Regions from separate parts of the Mus musculus genome. Here region 1 is linked to region 2. A link is a contact called in public HiChIP or PLAC-seq data. All regions are on one chromosome and are shown on one strand. The core of a region is the stretch at or near the end of the contact, and the rest is flanking DNA. Distances in the headings are between cores, read along the strand shown.

Region 1 (4,166 bases), core at 1,365-3,864, 140 kb before region 2:
TACATAGTGAGTTCTAGGCCAGCCAAGGACTATACAGTGGTAGTCTGTCATTTAAAAAAAAAAAAAAAAAAAAAAAAGAAAAAAGAAAGTAGAAAGCAGTGATCTGGGATTTATTCCTTTTCAATGTGATCACCGAAAATTGTGAAATGCAGCCAGGTGTGATGGCACATGCCTTTAATCCCAGTACTCAGGGAGGCAAAGATAGGTCTCTGAGCTTAAAGCCAGCCTGGGCTACAAAATCGAGTCTCAGGACAGCCAGGGCTACACAGAGAAACCCTGTACTTTAAAACCGAACCAAACCAAACCAACCAACCAACCAAAGTGAAATCATTGAAACCTTCCAAGTTCAAATTTAGCGTCTTAGAATGAGATCTAAGTTTAGATTAAGGGCTAAATAAGTGTTAGCATTCCTTTTAGGCTCTACTCCACCATACCGCACCTGTACCAAACACAGCTCCAGTCAAGTCTCCTTCCATAAGGTAGTTTGACTTTTTTTTTTTTTTTCATTGCAGCTTTGAGCAATCTCCCCTCCTGCTGGTTCCTCGCTTCGCCTGAGCTCCGTGGGAGGAATTCCAATCTCTTTGCGGTCCATTATTCCAATTGATTTCAATTCTATTGATAGTCAGATTGAGAGACTCAGGTGCCTCTTTTGAATATCTTCTTTTGTTGGGGCCGCACACCCTGAGAGGTGGTGGAAGTCTGAGTTAGACTTTAGCCTGATCTACATAGCAAGTTCCGGGACATGCAAGGACTACACAAAAAACAAAACAAAACAAAAACAAACTAAAAAGGCTTTTAACCTGAAGCCTCCACCCAGTTCCGGAGAGTAGAACAAAAAAAAAAAAAAAAAAAAAAAAAAAAGGGAGCTCCTTAATCCTCTTGAAAACAAAGGGAGCTGCGAATGATCAACTGTGCCTGGGTCACCCATAGAGACCAAGATCCGCCAGATAGTCGAGCTCTGCCGCTAACCAGACACAGCCGCGCAGAAGGGGCTTTGAGCAGAGGAACTGGGCAGTGCACGGACAGATCACAGGCGATTTCCTGGTTGAGCCAGGGAATAAGAATAGAGGGTCGGACCCTCTGTTGGCTGAGCCTGTGGAGTCACGGAGAATTATGCAAGCTTTTCGAGAGGTCCTGGGTTCAATTCTTAGCAACCACTGGGTGGCTCACAACCCTCTATAATGGGATCTGGTGCCCTCTTCTGGGGTGCGGGCATATATGTATGGGAGCACTGTGTACTATATATATTATATGAACAGGAAAAAAAAACCCATAGAACAAGTATCATGGCTCTCTCTTTTTTCTTTTCTTTTTTTTTTTTTACTTTTTCGAGACAGGGTTTCTCTGTGTAGCCCTGGCTGTCCTGGAACTCACTTTGTAGAACAGGCTAGCCTCGAACTCAGCCACGCCCGGCTCTCCCTTTTCTCTTTCTCTCTCTCTCTCTCTCTCTCTCTCTCTCTCTCTCTATATATATATATATATATATATATATATATATATACATATATATATATATATATATATATATTTTTTTTTTTTTTTTTTTTTAAGAGACAGGATCTCACTACAGCAGCCTTTAGTTAGCTGGTCTGGAACTCTCTGTAGGGACCCATCAGGCCTTGCCCTTGCCAGGGTTAGGATCAAAGGAATGTGACACCATCCCCCACCTCTGTAATTCTTAATAAAGCTTGCTCTGCACACTCCAACAAGAGCCTGTGACAAAGAAACTCAGCTATTCTCTCAGGTTGAGCTTCAGTGACCCAAAGTCCCTAGATCAGACACAACTGTTTGGAGAAGAGTCCCATCATCCTATTAAAAAAAAAAAGACCCATGTCACTGGTCACTGGAATTATTAACATGCATCATCACGCCTGGGCCTGGTCTCCGCAGTGCTGGAGATCAAACCCAGGCCTTCACGCATGCTCTGCAAGCCCATTATCAACTTAGCACAAACAAGTCACTTCATTTCAATATTTTACGAAATATTTAATAGTCCCCAAAATACTATTTTAATAGGTCTTAAATTTTTATTTATTTTTATGTGAATGCATGTTTATTTATTTATTTATTTTTATGTGTATGTGTGTTTTTTGCCTGCATGTATTGTCTGTGCACCATATGCTTCCAAGGTAGCAGCAGAGGCGAGAAGAGGACATCTGATCCCCTGGGACAGGAATTACAGACTGTTGTTACCTGTCACTTGGGTCCAGGGAACTGAATCCAAATCATCTCCCAGATCCTTTGTAAGAGTAGCCAGCACTAAACTGCTGAGTCATCTTTCTAGTCCTGCAACCCATTTCTAAAAAAAAAAAAAAAAAAAGAAAAAAGAACAATTTTATAAAAAAGAGGAAATATGGAAATGTTCTCCCTACCAGGCACCAGGCACATTTCTCCTCTTGCTGAACTAAGTTGTTGTGTAACTTTTTCTGATGTGACAAACATCTATTATCTCAGGTATCACACTGTCAAGAGACCAAAGGAACCTTTCTATCCAAGTCTGGCTTAGTTTCCTGGGGTGAGTTTCAGCAGTGTGGGTGAGGGCTTCCTTATAGGGATGTGGGTGAATGGGAACACGGAGGAGAATGACTCAAAGTCAGCTGCATCACTGAAAAGCCTGCCCCATCATCCCAGTGCACTGGTGACTCACACACGCTGCCTCCTGAAGCTCCCTGCATGACTCGTAGGCAGCTCAGCTTGCTGGAGAAGCTCTCCTCCACTGGAGTTGTTACTGTAACAACTAGAGGAAATAACAAAACAACAGCAAGGATTGTAGCCCTTTCTTTCCCCTAGCAGGCTTTCTTAGGAACAGTTAATTTTGGGAAGATCATTGTTTTAGCTCTGTAGAGCACCGGACCATAGTAAGCAGAGTCCCAGACTATATTGGTTTGGCTTCATACCTGGAACAAGGAATTGAGATGTATATTTTACATATCAAAGCAGACCTGGCCTCCAGGTTCTCCCAGCATCCCTCAGTTCCTTCCTGGCATACCCTGTCCCCAACCCTGAACTTCCCAGGCCAGGGCATGGTCGTCTGCCATTTTCTCAGAGGTTCTTCCCTGTATAATCCAGACAGGCAGGCTCTGGCTTTCTCTCTCTCTCTCTCTCTCTCTCTCTCTCTCTCTCTCTCTCTCTCTCTCTCTCTCTCTCCTCTCTGCACATGTGCTCTTTCTTTCTCTTCTCCGTCCCCTCTCTTTCCCTTCTCATGGTGACATCCCTGGCCTCAGTCCTAAGGGCCAGTGAAGTCACCCAGCTGAGAGTAGTTTCTCAATAAACCTGCATTTAATATAATCTAATCTGGTTTGAATTGGCTCATTTCACTGGCGGAGAAATAACTTCTCAGTACTAGAGAGCTGTGTATAGTCCGTCCCATCAGAACGTGTAGGTCAGCACGTGCTGACATACTTCATGTTGTCCCACTGGCAGATATACTCACTCTGCAAAGCACAAGGAGCTGCAGAGGCCAGCACTTCAAAATTGGGAACTCTTGGTCATGGTACATCCATAAATCTGGGTTGTTGAGCACAGTCAGGGTGTGTCCATCTTGCCTATGTGGCCCACAACAGCAATCATGCACAGGTTAAAAGGCTTAGGAACCTGTCGGGCAGTGGTGGCACACGCCTTTAATCCCAGCACTTGGGAGGCAGAGGCAGGTGGATTTCTGAGTTCCAGGACAGCCAGGGCTACACAGAGAAACTCTGTCTTGAAAGAAAAACAAACAAACAAACAAACAAACAAACAAACAAAACAAAACAAAACCCAAACAAACAAAAACAAAAACCCTGGGAACCCTCATCACAATGCGTGGCTTGTCCGGCACAAATGAGGACCTCGTATTTTTTGGATGAAGAGTTAGAGCATCTTAAAGCTTTCTGATACTGTTGCTGCCTCTGATACATTGTTTCGCTCTCATAATAAAACCAACTCAAGCCCACAAAACACCCTGCTGCAACTAATGTTTAATCCGGTGCCAGCAGGTCTGCAAGTCTTCACTGCTTTCCCCAAATTTCACTTTTATTAAAAGGTTTCTGAGCCTGGCAGTGGTAGGATATGCCTTTAATTCCAGTACACGGAGGCAGAGGCCGGGGGATTTCTGTGAGTTCGAGGCTATCCTTGTGTACAGAGCAAGTTCCAGGACAGATAAAGCTACACAGATAAACCCTGTCTCG
Region 2 (4,054 bases), core at 1,539-4,038:
TGGTCATCCTCTATTCTGTCAAATCTTTCTGTGATTCATCACTTTGTCTGCCACTCAATTAGACATCACTTTTTTTTTCTTTTTTTTTTTTTTTTTTGGTTTTTCAAGACAGGGTTTCTCTGTATAGACCTGGCTGTCCTGGAACTCACTTTGTAGACCAGGCTGGCCTCGAACTCAGAAATCTGCCTGCCTCCCGAGTGCTGGGACTAAAGGCGTGTGCCACCATGCCCGGCTAGACATCACTTTCAAACATGGGTGCTTCCTTCTACAAGCTAACTTTACCTTCATTGTTTGGGATTAAAAGCGAGTACTAAGGGTGTGTCTATATTCCAACCAGAAGGATTAAATGTGTGTCCTAAGGGCTGATCCACACCACAACTAGAAATAGGTTCAAATATCCTGTAACAACCCAGGTTATTAGGTATGCATGGCCAACCTGTTTACACATGGAACATCTCACGGGTCCTTTATGGCCTCTTAGAAATATAAGCTGTGTTTGTTCTGTGGTCTTGCCTGGAGCTAGACAGCTATGTAGTTTGAGACGTGAGCTTTCCATTCACGATCTGTCTCTCTTAGTGGTTTGTACGAGTTGTTAAAAAGAGTGGTGGACAGTAGCTCAGAGAAAACCATGCCATTGACTATAAACTGGAAAGTCAACTTCCATCCATAGAATTCTACAGGTTCAGGTTTAACCCAAGGCTTGTATTTAGCAGACACAGTTTGCCAGTCAAAAGTCAGTATTTGGGAGCCAAAAGTTGGTGGGATGGAGTCAGGTTTAGAAAATGGAGGGGCTATTGTCTTTAAAAGCTTTGAGGAGCTAAAGAAAAAGATTCCTATTTAGTAAAGCCAGTGAAGTAGCTTAGCAGGTTCCAAGAATAGAGGTGTGTTCGGCCACACCTTCTGGTCTGAGTTCATGGGACCTGCATGACAAAGGAGAACCAATTCCTGCAGATTTCCTCTGACTGCGTGGATGCAGTGGCAACACACACACACACACACACACACAAATAAAATAATGGAAGCCTGGATCTCAGATGGCAGAAGAAGAGAATAATCTCTTGATTGACTGTGCTCTGATCACCACATTTATGCCATGGTACATGTGAGCCCACACATAACAACACTCAAGGTCTCCCTTGGGTTTGACTCCTAGGACAGGTTTCCTGTTACATAAAAGGGCAAAGAGGCCCACATATGGGCACAGAAGGCAAATTATCAGTCATATTTGATGCTTCCAAGTCACTAAATTCAAGTCTGGCCTTGATGAGTACTTGACTCTTGAATATGAAACATCATAGCAAATTTCTAATATGTGATGTTGGTACACTAATGTTATAACCTAAAACTGCATGTTCTTCAAATCAACCAACCCAAACCATAATGTACCAGGGAAGACCTTGTTGGAATCAATATTCTTGGTATCACACACACCCCTACCCACTAGATCATAGCGAAAGTAATCCTGCAAAGCAACATATTATTATTATTATTATTAATTTTTCTTTTGGTAAAATGTGCCATAACTTACAGTGGCCTTGCAAGCACACTAGGGCGGGAAGTTCAGTTGTTATTCTAATACAGGTGATGACTGTGTCTCATCCTATTGGTAGAGTGCGACCTCAGACTCTGCCATGGTTGGATAGTTCCTAATAGATGCAAAGGAAGGAGGGAAGGAAGGGGTCCATAGCTCTTGTCGTCAGAATGGAAGGCCTTTGTGTAAACAGGTTTTCCAGATGATTAAAATACTTGAATAATTTTACAAGGTGGAGATTATTAGAGTATTGACTGTTGGTGTGCTAGCTACTGTTTATAGAAAAAAGTCCGTTTCTCACAACCTCTTGGGGTTAGGAGTAGTCTTAGGTTTGGAGTCTATCCAGATTTCAACAGAGGCAATACTGAGAGAAAAAAGCAGGCCGAGGAAGGCGGACTATTTTAATAGCCAGTGGAGCCTTTGTTTCTTGAAGGAAATCTGAAGTGAGTGAAAAAATTAGTTTTTCTGGAAAGATGACAGTAGGCTATCCTATAGACCTAGTAACTCGGAACAGATATGTATGTCTTGTTTTATGAGGATGAGCTTGAAAATTCATATTCCCTCCCCACTAATGGCCGGAGACTGAGCGCATCTGCGCGTCTACGTGCATCTATTTGTGTTACAGCTCCCACTGCGAGTACATTTCTACGGCTGAAGTCAGGTCTCGATTTGTTGCCATCTTGGTGTTGCATCTTAACTGGACTGCCCTCATGTCCTTATTTTTCTGCTTGCTTATTACATTAATAACAAGAGGAAATGCCAAAAAACCTCGAATTGGCTAAGGCTCGAGGCGTTAGGAACTTTCCCCCATGTTCCTGGCCGACTTATTCCGAGTGTGCCGGGTTGGGTTCCTCAGGTGATTCCCGTGCCACCAGTCCAGGTTCTGAAATTTAACACCCTGGCTGATTAGTCATTCAGAACAATGCTGAAACAACGATGCTATAAAATAAACATTGCGATGTTATAAAATAAACATTGCGTGGTTCAGAAAGGGCTTAGGCCTTTAACAAGGGCCCACAGTGGCAAGAACATGCATGAAAGCACCGTCTATATGAGCCAAAGCAGGGAGCAGCAGTAAGGTCAGCCAAGAGCACCTTGCCAGGCTGTGCCACGAGGCAGCCAGGGCTCCTCCTGAAGGACGACCTATCTGCCCGTTAACCTGGAGCCTCTAAGGTCCGCCAATGGCTTGAACTTGTCCCCTGTGGCCTACCATCAGCCCGGGTAGAGACGCAGTGCGACGCAGTGACGTCACGGGCCGGGACTCGGGGAAGTGACGCATCAGGGGTGGGAACTGCAGTCTTGCTAGTATGTCTGCGCTCACCCGTCTGGTACCTTTCGGCCGCGTCGGAGGCCGCCTGCTCCGGGGCTGCCGCGCGCGGGCGGCTGGAGACAGTGGAGTCCGTCAGTGAGTGTCGGGCGGGGGCGAGGGTTCGGCCGGCTTGAACAGGCAGCGCTGCCATCCGGACGCTGTCACCTTGAAGCAGTCGCCCGGGAGGGTGCGTGAAACTCCGCTGCCGCCCGAGGCATGCTGGGTCTTGTAGTTTTGCCTGGACCGAGACTGGCCTTTTAGTCGGCTTGGTGGGCTAGAGGTGAAGGGATGGCGCAGGGTTGCGGGAGAGAGGCGTTAACTAAGACCCGAGTGATAAGAATCCAGTCCCGCACAGTCTCCCGGACTGAGCCTTCCAAGCAGCTGGCTAGTGGAGGTCCCGAGCGCATGGAGACGGGTGGAGATGGGCTCAGAGACAAGACGGGTCCAGGCAGGGCAGACACGGAGACCTTGAGTCAGTAAGGTAGTATAGTCTGTTCTTTTCACCATTAGGTACATTTTTACGATTAAAATTTGGCACTTTTTTTGAGCCTCACTGTGTAGCCTCGACTGACCTGGAACTCATTAGTGATCCTCCTGTCTCTGCTTTCGGAGTGCTGGGATTAAAGGCGTGCGCCCCCAAGTCAGTGTTTAGATTTGGCACTTTAAATCCTAGATTGGATGCTGTGTCTTACTCATTTTGCCTTCTCTCCACCCGAGATTTGTAATACTTATAGCTTTATTTTGTTGTATTGATCTGTCTCTCAGTCTCTGTCTGTCTCTGTCTCTCTGTCTCTGTCTCTCTCTCGCTCGCATATAACCTGGCAGGTTTTGTCCACCGAGATTTCTTTTAAGATCTTCATACCGTTTTGGGGATGCTTCCCGTCCAGTTTCACTACTTAGCTTGGATTTCCCTTACCTCCAACGGGGGAAGAAGGGTTCCACTATTCATCTAAGTTCCCAGCCCTTGGTTTGGGTTTTTGGGCCACAAAAGGTCCAACCCAGCAATAGTTCAGGTGGAAACTTACCTGAAGTTTGGCTTCTGGTAACTAAGTTTCAGTTTCCTTCTCGTTGATTTATTATTACTTTTCGCCCTTTCATTATGGGGCTACAGCTTGATTCAGGAGTCTAATGATAGACCACTTGTCTTGGGTCTCTGAGTCGTCAGAGTGGGATCCCTGTGAATGCCAGCTTCAGTACTGGCTTCCCAGGCATTT

What was found. HiChIP or PLAC-seq counts read pairs in DNA pulled down with a chosen protein or histone mark.
Region 1: a contact with region 2 is called in an H3K27ac HiChIP or PLAC-seq map of epiblast stem cells. The contact joins the enhancer-like site here to the promoter of Ndufb2 in region 2. A contact is called at or near these places in 4 of 39 promoter capture datasets (frontonasal cranial neural crest, macrophages, maxillary cranial neural crest and 1 more), 7 of 115 datasets of contacts at active chromatin or transcription factors (embryonic limb bud, embryonic stem cells, epiblast stem cells and 3 more) and 3 of 9 other capture datasets (adipose tissue, liver and pancreatic islet).

What each region holds. Positions count from the first base shown.
Region 1 is chr6:39,445,362-39,449,527 of GRCm38.p6, forward strand. No RefSeq gene overlaps it. Among named protein-coding and RNA genes, the nearest start is that of Gm52860, 23 kb to the right of the region's middle. Within about 2 kb of position 2,615, at least 123 of the 459 cell types and tissues checked have an H3K27ac peak or open chromatin away from gene starts, as enhancers often do. A contact at or near this core is called in embryonic stem cells, epiblast stem cells, extraembryonic endoderm stem cells and 3 more, where this site is marked.
Region 2 is chr6:39,589,777-39,593,830 of GRCm38.p6, forward strand. Ndufb2 (NADH:ubiquinone oxidoreductase subunit B2) reads left to right here and starts at 2,789. Exons shown (of 4, transcript NM_001358797.1): 1 at 2,789-2,936. The coding sequence starts at 2,839.